Linked DNA regions of Rattus norvegicus: region 1 is linked to region 2. Evidence: chromatin contacts called from public Hi-C data. All regions are on one chromosome and are shown on one strand. The core of a region is the stretch at or near the end of the contact, and the rest is flanking DNA. Distances in the headings are between cores, read along the strand shown. Region 1 holds the start of Ifit1 (interferon-induced protein with tetratricopeptide repeats 1). Region 2 has its middle 22 kb from the start of Ifit2.

Region 1 (5,445 bases), core at 1,537-4,036, 71 kb after region 2:
GTTATTTCCTGGAGAAATGGCATTCAAAACTATTCCAAAGATGGTAAGATTCCCAAAATGGAAGGCACCTCTCTCCATGGATCACCTTAATAAGAGATGTACTTCTCTAGCCCCAAAGTCCTCATCTCAAAGTAGCTACTTCCAGGCTCTCACTCCCCATGTTAGCTGAGAACTTGTCACCGTCTCATTTTCCCTTTCCTGCCTCCCTTTGTCAGGTACCAGGTAGAATGCCTTGACACATGGTTAAGTCTTGTTTTCTGAAAATAAATATCTCTTACCTTTGATGAGACTGAACTTTTGCCAGGACTGAAACCAAGATTATAACCTGCCTCAAAAGCATTTAAGGTTCTGTACACAATTAGACATGTCACTGGGATAGACCACCCAAACTCACACAAAGGACAGAGCACAGACGACAACTATAGGAAGAGACAAGACCTAGAGAGAAAAGTGGGGAACTCTATTTGTGGCTCAGTCTTGGTCTACATGGCTCCCTTAGTGTGACATCAGGGCACTGACACTCTGGGCAGTCTCTCTCTCTCAGGACCTGACTGTAATGGCTTGCAGGATTATCTCTAAATCAGAAAGCTATTCCAACCCTGACCCCCTGACAGACGCAAAGATTTAAAGCTTGCTTGCCGTGTTTTGTTGTGAGTTTATTCTCTGTCTTGAACTATGACTAAACTCTCTTTAACATTTCCTTCCAACTCTATTTTAGTCATTTATATGAGAGACTTAAAACATCCCCAAAAGAAACTGCCTTCAGCAGATCTACACCTTAGAAACTATGTCACTAAGCCAACCTATACTAATGTTCAAACTATGTCCCCTTCCAAATCAACTGCAAAAGTAGTACTTGTACATAGAGAAAGGTAAAAATATATAGACATAGGTTAAAGTTAGCTGAAGACCTGAGGGCAGGGCACCTGTTACAGAATTGAGAGGCTTTCCTACAAGAAGAGGAAGCAAATCCAGGGTTCTCAGTTCATGGCACGGACCGGACAGACTGCAGGACAATGGAGCAGGAATGTGACATTCTGCAAGTCAGGAAGAAATGATTGCTAGATGAGGTGCTACCAGGCAAGCAGTTTGATCTGAGATTTATAACTTGCTGTGTTACGATAAAACCAAGTTCTGTTGTGTAAGTCACTGAGTCTATATTATTCTCCTGTGGCAGCCTAGGCAAAAAGGTGCAGCCATACATGTAGTGTTTTGACACTTGGCTTTTTGTGTCCCCGACCCCTGCAACATGTATGTCCCTTTTCTCTTTCAGGGCTATTCATGCTAGTACCATATCGTGTTGATTGCTTTAGGTTTATAGTGAGTCCAATTCTAGGTTTTCAAAATCATGTATGTTGTTGGAGTACCTTGGAGACTTCATAGAATTTTGGTCAGTCACACAAAGCTTTCTTTGAGTCAGTGATGCTGAATTCTGGTCTTACAGTACAAAAAACTGATGTTCATGAACCACAGCAGGTAGTTTTCATAAAGAAGACCACCCCCCAGGGGGTTAAAAGAGGGAACATAACTGAAAAAAGAAGACAAACTTCCTACAATAGAATTGGGACCAGAAAATAGGGGCTATCGCATATAATTTATAATATATACTGGGTGAGTGAATGGGGGATGCAGGAGTTACTCAGTCCAACTGGCTGATTCAGGAGATGTCATTTCCCATTTATTGGTCTACCTTTAAGGACTCCAAGCATGGTCTTCTTTATGGGAAAGACCTAACAGGTTGTCACACCTCTCTTTTGCTACTCTTGCCATCTGACCAGATCAAAACCAAAGACAACTGGTTTATGCAGTATGACATACATGGCCTCTGGCAGAGACAACCACCAACAAAACCAAGAGCCTTTTGACTTCTAGCCCTGAACATGATTTAAAGCTGCTTGCTTTTGGATACCTACCCAAAACATGAGTGACTAAATTCTACCTCTTGTCTTGAACACCAATAGAAAAATAGGAAACTCTTATAGGGTTTTATAATATATTCCATGTATTGTATACTTATATACTCACTAAAACCTCCAAAGACCAGGAGTGGGAGATACTAAAGTTGTTCCCATTTCATAGATAGGTAAAGTATGACACTGAGGCATGCAGTGATACACACCTGGGAAGCTCTGGAACTGTACTGTAGGGAGACAAGGAAAGCCTTTCAATTTGTACAGACATCTTTAAAATGCAGGGAATCCTTTGAACCACAGAGGAGGGGAGCTAAGGTCTGTCACACTCTAGAAGCCCCACACCTAAATCACCCCAAAATAAGAAGACCCAGAAGAATCATGCCCCTAGTGTCAGAAAGAAGACAACAGGTCCACTTGATCCGAGATAGCCTACTTCTTGAGAACATCACACCAGTTCCTTGTTTGTGTCTAAGATGAAAGGAACAGGCCCTACAGTGACAGTGACATGTTCTCAATATTCGTTGTTTAGCTAATGGACAGGTCCAATTTGTATGTCAACTCAGGCAGCATGCAAGTGGACATAAAGTCCTCAAAGACAGTAGGAAAGGAAGAAATCATTTTTTAGAGTTCTAAACCTCAGAAGAAGGGTCTGTCATCTTTGTGTGTGTGTGTGTGTGTGTGTGTGTGTGTGTGTGTGTGTGTGTGTGTGTGTGTATTCCTTGTGGCCATCTATGTCCGGCCTTGTCTGAAGTCGTCAGTTTACAATTAAGGGACTCTAACGGAACAGTAAGTGTGAGGCTTTGGATAAAAGACCAAGAGTGTCCATTTCTGGCCATTTCTCAAATAACAACTCATTCTGCCTCTTCCTCCTAGAGAGAATGCTGATGGTGACCAGGTCATGGAGAATCTGCTTCAGCTGAGATGTCACTTCACATGGGGCCTGCTCTTCGAAAAAAATGACATACCTGATTTGGAAGTGAGGATCTCAGAGCAGGTCCAGTTCCTTGACATCAAGAACTCACTGGGGATGCACAACCTCCAGGCCTACGTGAGACACCTGAAAGGTGAGCAGGAGGAAGCCCTGCAGAGCTTGAAAGAGGCTGAAGCCTTGATCGAGGGAGAGCAGTTGGGCAAGAGAAGCCTGGTGACCTGGGGCAACTGTGCCTGGGTGCATTACCACAGGGGCAGCTTGGCAGAAGCCCAGATCTACCTGGACAAGGTGGAGAATGTTTGCAGGGAATTCTCAAGTCCCTTCCACTACAGGATGGAGTGTGCTGAGATAGACTGTGAGGAAGGCTGGGCCTTGCTGAAGTGTGGAGGAAGTAACTATATGCGAGCCATGGCCTGCTTTGCAAAGGCTCTGCAGGTGGACCCAGAAAACCCTGAGTACAATGCTGGCTATGCAGTTGTGGCCTATCGCCAAGATTTCGATGACAACCATGTTTCTCTAGAACCTCTAAGGAAGGCTGTCAGGTTAAATCCAGAAGATCCACACCTTAAAGTTCTCCTTGCTCTAAAGCTTCAGGATTTAGGGGAACAAGATGAAGCAGAAACACACATTGAAGAAGCCCTCAGCAGCACATCTTGCCAAAGCTATGTCTTTCGCTACGCAGCCAAGTATTTCCGCCGGAAAGGTGACATAAACGAAGCTCTTCATCTTCTACACAGGGCCTTGCAGACGTCACCTTCCTCTGGCTACCTACATTACCAAAAAGGGCTCTGTTACAAGCAACAGATGATCCAACTGAAGACATCTGGAAACAGGCAGGCCAGAAGGCAGGAGAATATACAGGAATTGGCACATCAGGCCATTTGTGAATTTCAAGAGACTTTGAATCTGAGGCCCACATTTGAGATGGCTTACGTTTGCATGGCTGAAATGCAGGCAGAAATTGGCCAATATGAAGAAGCAGAGGGAAATTTCCAGGAGGCCCTGAACCTCAACAACCTTGTAGCCCACATAGAGCAGGATATTCATTTCCGCTACGGCCGTTTCCAACAATTTCATAAGAAGTCAGAAGACAAGGCAATCACTCACTACTTAAAAGGTCTAAAACTAGAAGAGAAGTCCTTTGCCTGGAGGAAACTACTCACAGCTTTGGAGAAAGTGGCTGAAAGACGTGTTCGCCAGAATGTCCGGCTTGTGGAGAGCACCAGCCTTCTTGGACTGGTCTTCAAACTGAAAGGGCAGGAGATGAAGGCCCTGCTTTACTATGAGAAGGCCCTGAGGCTCTCTGGGGAAATGAACCCTGCATTTTGAATGCAGCTTACCTTTGTGAAGTTAATATACTCACAACTAAGTGTTCTAATGCTCCCTCCTGACTTCTTTTCCCAGATCTGCTTGCTGAAATGCCACGTAGCTAAGTACATTTTCTCCTGCGACTTCTTTATGGTCTCTCGTGATCCTGTCTAGAAGGCACTTCCATCCCTAGGACACCTGCTCACTTAAAGATCATGACCGATTCCTGCTGCTCCAGACTCCTGTGAGCTACAGAATCAGAACCTTTTCCCTGATGTCTGTGCCTTTGGAACAGATATCTTCCACCTGCCAATGTCCTGGACCAAAAAACCTTCGCTGAAGAAGGTTTCGGTTTTCTTTGTTTGTTTGTTTTTTCTTTTTTATGTCACAAGAAACACTCATTACCATACAATTTCAGAGCAAAACAAATAAGCAAAGAGGAAAGTTTGAAAGCAAAAGAGGTCACACCTTACTGGAAAAATATTAACAACCAAGAAGACGTTTGGCTTACTGGAGAATTAAAATGAAAACTCTTCTTAGGTAGTAAAGCCTGAAAATTGCATAAGTAACTTCTTTTAATATTTGAATGCTAAAAATATTCCTTGAAAGTGACCACAGTAACAAATTTGGTAGAGTCTGCTGGTGCCATTGTAAAGGACGCACCTCTATGTTTGCATGGTTTCTTGGTTATCTTTCATCCCCAGCTTGATACATCCTAGGGTCATCTGAAGAAAGCTGCTTGCATCATAATGGCTACCAGGCATTTTCCTCCTGGATTCCAGACTGCTGTAGTATGACTCAGTCAACCGTGAGTGGTTCCAGCCTTCGGCAGGTGGTCTTAGCTTATGTAAGAAATCTAACTGTGTGTGTTCCCATGAATGAACTAGCAAGCAGAATGCCTCCATGATTCCTATCCAATTTCCTGCCTTGACTTTCTGCCCTGAGTTTCATCCCCCAATTTCCTCTGTGATGGATTGCGATCTCTAAGCATAAAAGTCAAATAAACATTTTTCCCTAAGTTGCTTTTGGACATGGTGTTTACCATAGCATGAGAAAGCAAATTAGAACACAAGGAGGCATGACACATCAAAATCAATGAATGTTTGATTCAGCCATGACTAGCAGCCATGGAAGAAAACAAGGTTTATGCATATAAACATTGCCAAGTGGTTTTTCTCTCTCTCTCTGTGTGTGTGTGTGTGTGTGTGTGTGTCTGTCTGTCTGTCTGTCTCTCTCTCTCTCTCTCTCTCTCTCTGTCTCTCTCTCTCTCTCTCTCTCTCTCTCTGTGTGTGC
Region 2 (6,237 bases), core at 1,570-4,069:
GAAGATACACTCACTGTTGGCCACGGGTGCTATGGTCTCGGAGGGACTGAAGGATGTGAAGACAGGCTGGGTGGTGCAGAGAGAGACCAAACCCACAGACTCTAAGCCTGGGACCATCTGAGGAGACTTTTGCATCCAAGTTGGCAGAGATGGTTCTGTGGAGAGAACAGAAAAGAAAATCAGCTTGTTGTTTCAGCCCAAAGAGCTGTGCGCACAGGACCGGATCTATGAGTGACAGGAAGGCCCCTGTTTTTCCACATACTGACCCCTGTTCCTACAGGCCGGGGACCAGCAACTCTAGATAGTTCTGGGTCCATTTTTGACCTGGAGGGATCCTCTGGGAACTGTGATTCCCTATTCTCTATAAGTACCACTGGTAGATTAAAATGTCTCCTTTCCTTTGAAGAGGAAGGAGGGGGAGTGGGAGGGGGAGTGAGATGGGGAGGGAGGCAGGGAGGAGACTCAGTTTAGGAGAGGAATTAAACTGTCAAGACCAGAAGTATATGTGAAAGGATATAACTGCTGGGCAATAGGGCGTAGTATGATGGATTGTTAGAATGACATTTCACTACTAAAGCTCTCCCTCTCTTCCCCATCCCTTATCTCCTTTTCAGTTGTAGGGAAAGAAGCCAGTGACTTGGGCCAGAGCTCTGCCACTGAGCTACATCTTAGCCTTGGAACCTCATTTCTTTTAAAGGACTTTAAATGTCATTTATCTTTCATTCTATCTATCTATCTAGATTCATCTATCATCCATCCATCCATCCATCCATCCATTCATTTATTTAGTCAAGGGTGACACATGGAGGTCAGAGGACCACTTGCAGGAATTTGTTTTTACTTTCCCTGGGATTGAACTCATGACCCAACTCAGATCCTAGGGCTTAAAGTCTAGTGATTTAAGCCCCTGAGCCATTTCCTAAGCCAGTTGAATTTCAATTTAAATCCCAGGGATCTTCCAAGAATTCAATCCAGGAGAACGCCTCTTGCTAAGATGCTAGCTCCATTAGAGAGCTGGAAACGGTTGAACCATCCTGTAAGAATCAACTAGGTGTCATCTCTGCTGTCCAGAATGTTACCGTCTGCGAATTAATCCACTTCAGGTAGAAACGTCAGCAAACATTAAAAATAGGAAAGTACAGTAAAGGATCCTGTCTGGTCTTGTATTGTACAAGGAGAAGTCTATGCTAGAGCTTGGCTGGATCACCAAAGCCCAGAGGCTGGATAATTCAGGGGAACTTCATAGAAGAACGGATAAAATCAACTCGCTCCCAATTCTGAAAGTACTTTGGCTGCAAACTCTCAAATTTAGTATCTAGGGATAATAAAGTTCAAAGCGGTGGAGAAGGGCACCCTCTGGCGACAGTAGCAGGACCCAGTGAGAAGGAAGCAGCATTATGATGGAGTACCACCCCGGTATAAAGCTAGCTGGGAGCAGTATACGAGCCAGGTTGCCTGGGTGAGTGCAGAATCCCACCCTTAGCTGAGCGGTGTGGGTGTGGGGACCCAGAAAGGTGGAGCTCACTTTAGGAAACAGTGGGGAGTCCTCCAAAGGATTCAGGTATGCCAGCCACACACCTGACCAACGCTGCAAACAAGTAGGAAACACAGATATCTTTAATGCGTAGCCTAACGGGCTAGCAGTTGCTCCCACAAAGTGTGGGTACCAGGTACACTGGGCTGTGAGGAGCAGTAGCCCGCGCCCGAAGCAGTAGTCACTGGCCACACACCCTTCACCAGCCACCATTCTGCCTAAAGGGAAATCCCAGCATCTGCGGTTACTGCTCTTTTACTCATCAGCAAGGCACACCGAGATGAGACTTAGAAGTGGTCATCACTCTTAAATATGGCTGGACCGACTTTTGTTTCCCTGGGCCGCCCACTAGTGGCGCTGGATGGACTCTGGATCCTGAGCCCTTTTCTATCCAGAACTCAAAACTCAGCTCACTCAAAGGCTTTCAAAAACAGCTGTCTTTCCTTCCGTTCCCGGTTGTTTATTTGAGAAGGAAGTGCACCGGAAATTACAGACACTTGTTTAATGCGCCACATTCTCTTAACTCTGTAAGTCCATTAACATGTTAGTGTGCAGTGGTCTCTCCACTCCCCCTCCCACTCCCACCTGTGTTTTGCTGGTTTGGTGTTTTAAAATGACAGCTGACGTAAGAGTGCCTCTCTGTTGAGCAGACACAAGGAATCTCTTTCTTCTTTCTTTCTCTTTCATTCTTTTAAAAAATACTTTCCGGATTCAAAACGTTGTTAAAGGAAGAAGAGAGGTAAAGGCTAGATGTATGGACTGGGAATCTCAAATTGGGGAGCGCCGTTCCGAGTTGAGGAAGGCACCAGAAGTATTTGTGTCCTTGTGTAATTAATACTGTGTGAGGGGGGTATTTGGGAGCGCTGAGAGCAAGCGGTGTCACCATCTTCAGAGCAGCTACAGCTCAGGAGGCCGTGAGCCTGGAGTGCACTTGTACTTAGGTAAAATATCAACAAAGACTCCAAGAAAACAAAAGGAAAAACTACAGCACTTTGGTCCCCTGAAACGTGTGCTATCCAAAAGAGTAAGGCAATGGCTGAAAAGACCCTGCTGGAGAAGATAGGACCTCGTGTCTTCAAGATAATCTGAGCATGAAGAATACACAGGGTCATAGGACAAGGTTAACAAACGTCCACCCAAAGCCAGCTACTGTTTGCTATTTGCTTCTATGAGTGACGTTTTATTGGATCACGTGCTCTCTGATGCCACAAGAGCAGTCTGGACTGGTTGCTCACCCAGCCAGAAGAAGATTTATTACTTGGCCCTTAACAGGGTCCAGAACATCATAATGGCCATAGTTCAAATTCCTGGGATTCTTGGAACATGAGGACTACTAAACTACCCATGACTGTATGCTAAGGATCGTTAGGCAAAGCACACACACACACACACACACACACACACACACACACACACACACATAGAGACACACACACAGAGACACATACACACATACACAAACACACACATACAGAGACACACACAGAGATAGACACATACACACATACACAAACACACACACAGACATACACACACAGACACATATACACATACAAACACACAGAGACACATACACACACAAACACACACAAACACTCACACAAATATATAAACACAAACACAAACACACACAAACACAAACACACACATACACACACAAACACACATACACAAATACACACACAAACACACACACACAAATACACACACAAACAAAAACACACACACACACATAGAGACACACACACAGACACATACACACATACACAAACACACACATACAGAGACACACACAGAGATAGACACATACACACATACACAAACACACACACAGACATACACACACAGACACATATACACATACAAACACACAGACACATACACACACACAAACACACCCACAAACACACACACAAACACATACACAAACACACACAAACACACAAATACATAAACACAAACACAAACACACACAAACACACACACATACACACACAAACACACACACACACAAATACACACACAAACACATAAACACACACAAACACACACATACACACATACACACACAAACACACACAAAAACACACACATACACACATATATACACAAACACACACACAAACACACACACATGTACACACACAAACACACAATCACAAACATGGGGTTTGGGGTTGGTTTTGTTTGTTTGCTTTGTCATTGTTTAAAAGAGTTCAGTATTTTTCCTTTGGGATGTAATTTGATTTAAAAATGAAAAGGGTTCTAGAATAAAGGGTTGTCTCTGGGGGTTGGGGATTTAGCTCAGTGGTAGAGCGCTTGCCTAGGAAGCGCAAGGCCCTGGGTTCAGTCCCCAGCTCCGAAAAAAAAGAACCAAAAAAAAGGGTTGTCTCTGGTCTTGCATTTTCCTAAAGAATACCTGCATATTTGTTGCCTTCAATTGCTTGTGCTAGTAAACTTAGTTTCTAATGCTCAGAAGAAAATAATAACTATATGTGGCTATCATCATTGTCAGTCATTTGTGGACAGCTTTACCTACGGTGCCTGAGGAACCTTTGTGTCTGGTACTTCTACGAAGCGAGACGTTCACATCTCTGCCCTGCTCAATCCTGGAAAAGTAACACACCAGTCAAGGAAAGAGAGAGTCTTCTGTACTGGATGTCTGAACAGCCCAAGATACGTGTTTATAGTATCTTGATTCGATATGAAGGAATATATTTATTTGTTTTGAAAAATGCTTTCCACTGAGGTCTGTCCCTTAGGATTTTCAATCTTGACCCATGGATTTAACCAACCATCATGTTTATTGATACTGATGTCTGGTAGAGTAAAGAGATGATTGCTGAGCCTTGGCCAGGAACAAAAGGAAGAGCAGCAGGCTCAGATGAGAGAGAGAGAGAAAGAGAGAGAGAGAGAGAGAGAGAGAGAGAGAGAGAGAGAGAGAGAGAGAGAGAGATGGCCACTGCTGAGACACGGCTTCATGGAGTTCTCGCTCAGAGAGCACTCACAGATGCGAAAGGCTTTAATTTGTTGAAGGCTGCTGCTATTATTAGAGTGCAGTGCTGGCCTGGTTTCCCTGGCCATCCTTCCAGAAATAAAGAATGTATTGTATTCCTCCACATCTGTTTCACGGTGAAAAGGCATCCTATCTTGGAAGGCACTTGCAGGGGTCGCAGGGCAGTGCCTGGGTTAGGATAGGAGCAAACTGGGCTACATGTGTCAATCTGGCTAGTCTCAGTGGTTCCCCAGAATGCCCTTCGATTTGGAGAGTGAGAAAGAAGTGGCCATTTTTGCCTTTATGCTTGGAAGAAGAGAGCAAGCGTTTCTGTGGTTTCTAACTCACTGTGTTCGCCTCCCTGCTCCCTTCTCTGATGCAGCAGACCTACAACTGCCTCTCATTCCTCTGGGCCCTTTAACATTTCCACACTCTGGTCCAGGTATGTGCTTAGCTCCGTGATGGAGGTTCAGCCTCGCGGGAGATGTTGGGGGCGGTCGGAGCTGCCCTGGGACCTGGTCTAGAGACAGAGCAGCCTGTTCTTGCTCTCCCCATTCCATCAGCCTTACTGCCCACCACGTGGACTTTAATGTCTGGTAACCTGAGGAATGAAGGAAGAGCCTTGCAAAAACTGCTTAGGCGGCTTCTAGAAGCACATGAGAAGGAACTCCTCTAGGTATCGGTTTCTCTCCACACTGTGACTGTTACACAGCAGTAGTAAAGAAGGTCGGGAATTAGAAAGCTATCGTTCTAGTTTCATTTCCGCTGACCTGGCTGTCACATCGTGGGAGCTATTCCTGCAACTCTAGAGACCTTTAAAGTATAGGAGTTTCCCCAAATGTTCATCTTACTTCCTCTCTCAGTGCCAGGGCTACCAAGTGACTTGATTTTATGCCTGGGTACATCACTGCTTCATCAGTAGGCTCTCTGCCATGTGCCACAGAGATTACTCTGTGACTACGGGCAGCACGGACGGTATTACAGAGTGTGAGCTTTTGACCCATCCTCTTATTTTGTAGAGAATGTTGAGCTGAAGTGAATCCAGCTATAAAGAATTTTATAAATATGTAGGTCCTGGACAGGTTGAAATTACCCCATACTTGTAAGGTAGGAAAGGTAGGTGCTTCTGGTGCATTTTTCTTAATTATTATTTTATGTGTACGAGTGCTTTATCTTAACGTATGTCTATGCGTCCTGGCCACGCCTAATGCTCTCAGGGGGGCAGAAAACGGTGCCAGGTCCCCTTTTCAGTTGTGAGCTGCCATGAGGGTAGTAGGAATTGAACGTAGATCCTCTAGAAGAGCGGCCAGTGGTCCTCATGGTGAAAGCATGGCTCCAGCCCCCTTAGATACATTAAGAAGGTACTTATCTTTAGAGTTGTGTAAGTTTGAGTCAGCATTTGTTGTAGCCATCCAGCCGCTTAAGGTCAAGCAGGGCTCACCTGAGAGGAGGGCTGGAAATGAGAAGGGCGGGGAGGGAGGTGGATGGAGGGGGGCACATGGAGCCAAGACAGTGTTCTCATCAAGGCTCAAAGTCTAATATTCAGCACAGTGTATATAAAGGGAGAAACCACAAAACCCATCCCCAGAACAGTGACGTGGGGGTAACAACAGCACAGCAGTAAATCCAATGAGTTTCCCTATCTTCGCCGCTGGTTAATTGCAGCATACAAGGGTGCGCAGTTTGTTAGCTCCGGCATATCAAAGCT

Evidence for each region. Hi-C and Micro-C count contacts between places; a contact is called where the count stands out from the background.
Region 1: a Hi-C map of the A7r5 cell line shows a contact between it and region 2, with 2.9 times the contacts expected there. The contact joins the promoter of Ifit1 here to the enhancer-like site in region 2. A contact is called at or near these places in 9 of 12 Hi-C or Micro-C datasets (the A7r5 cell line, the Rat2 cell line, Schwann cells and 5 more).

Annotation. Positions count from the first base shown.
Region 1 is chr1:241,562,411-241,567,855 of GRCr8, forward strand. It overlaps Ifit1 (interferon-induced protein with tetratricopeptide repeats 1), which reads left to right and starts at 2,787. Exons shown (of 1, transcript NM_020096.1): 1 at 2,787-4,852. The coding sequence starts at 2,787. The coding sequence ends at 4,173. It also overlaps a transcript of Ifit1bl not described here.
Region 2 is chr1:241,491,107-241,497,343 of GRCr8, forward strand. No RefSeq gene overlaps it. Among named protein-coding and RNA genes, the nearest start is that of Ifit2, 22 kb to the right of the region's middle. Within about 2 kb of position 2,820, at least 18 of the 93 cell types and tissues checked have an H3K27ac peak or open chromatin away from gene starts, as enhancers often do. A contact at or near this core is called in the A7r5 cell line and kidney, where this site is marked.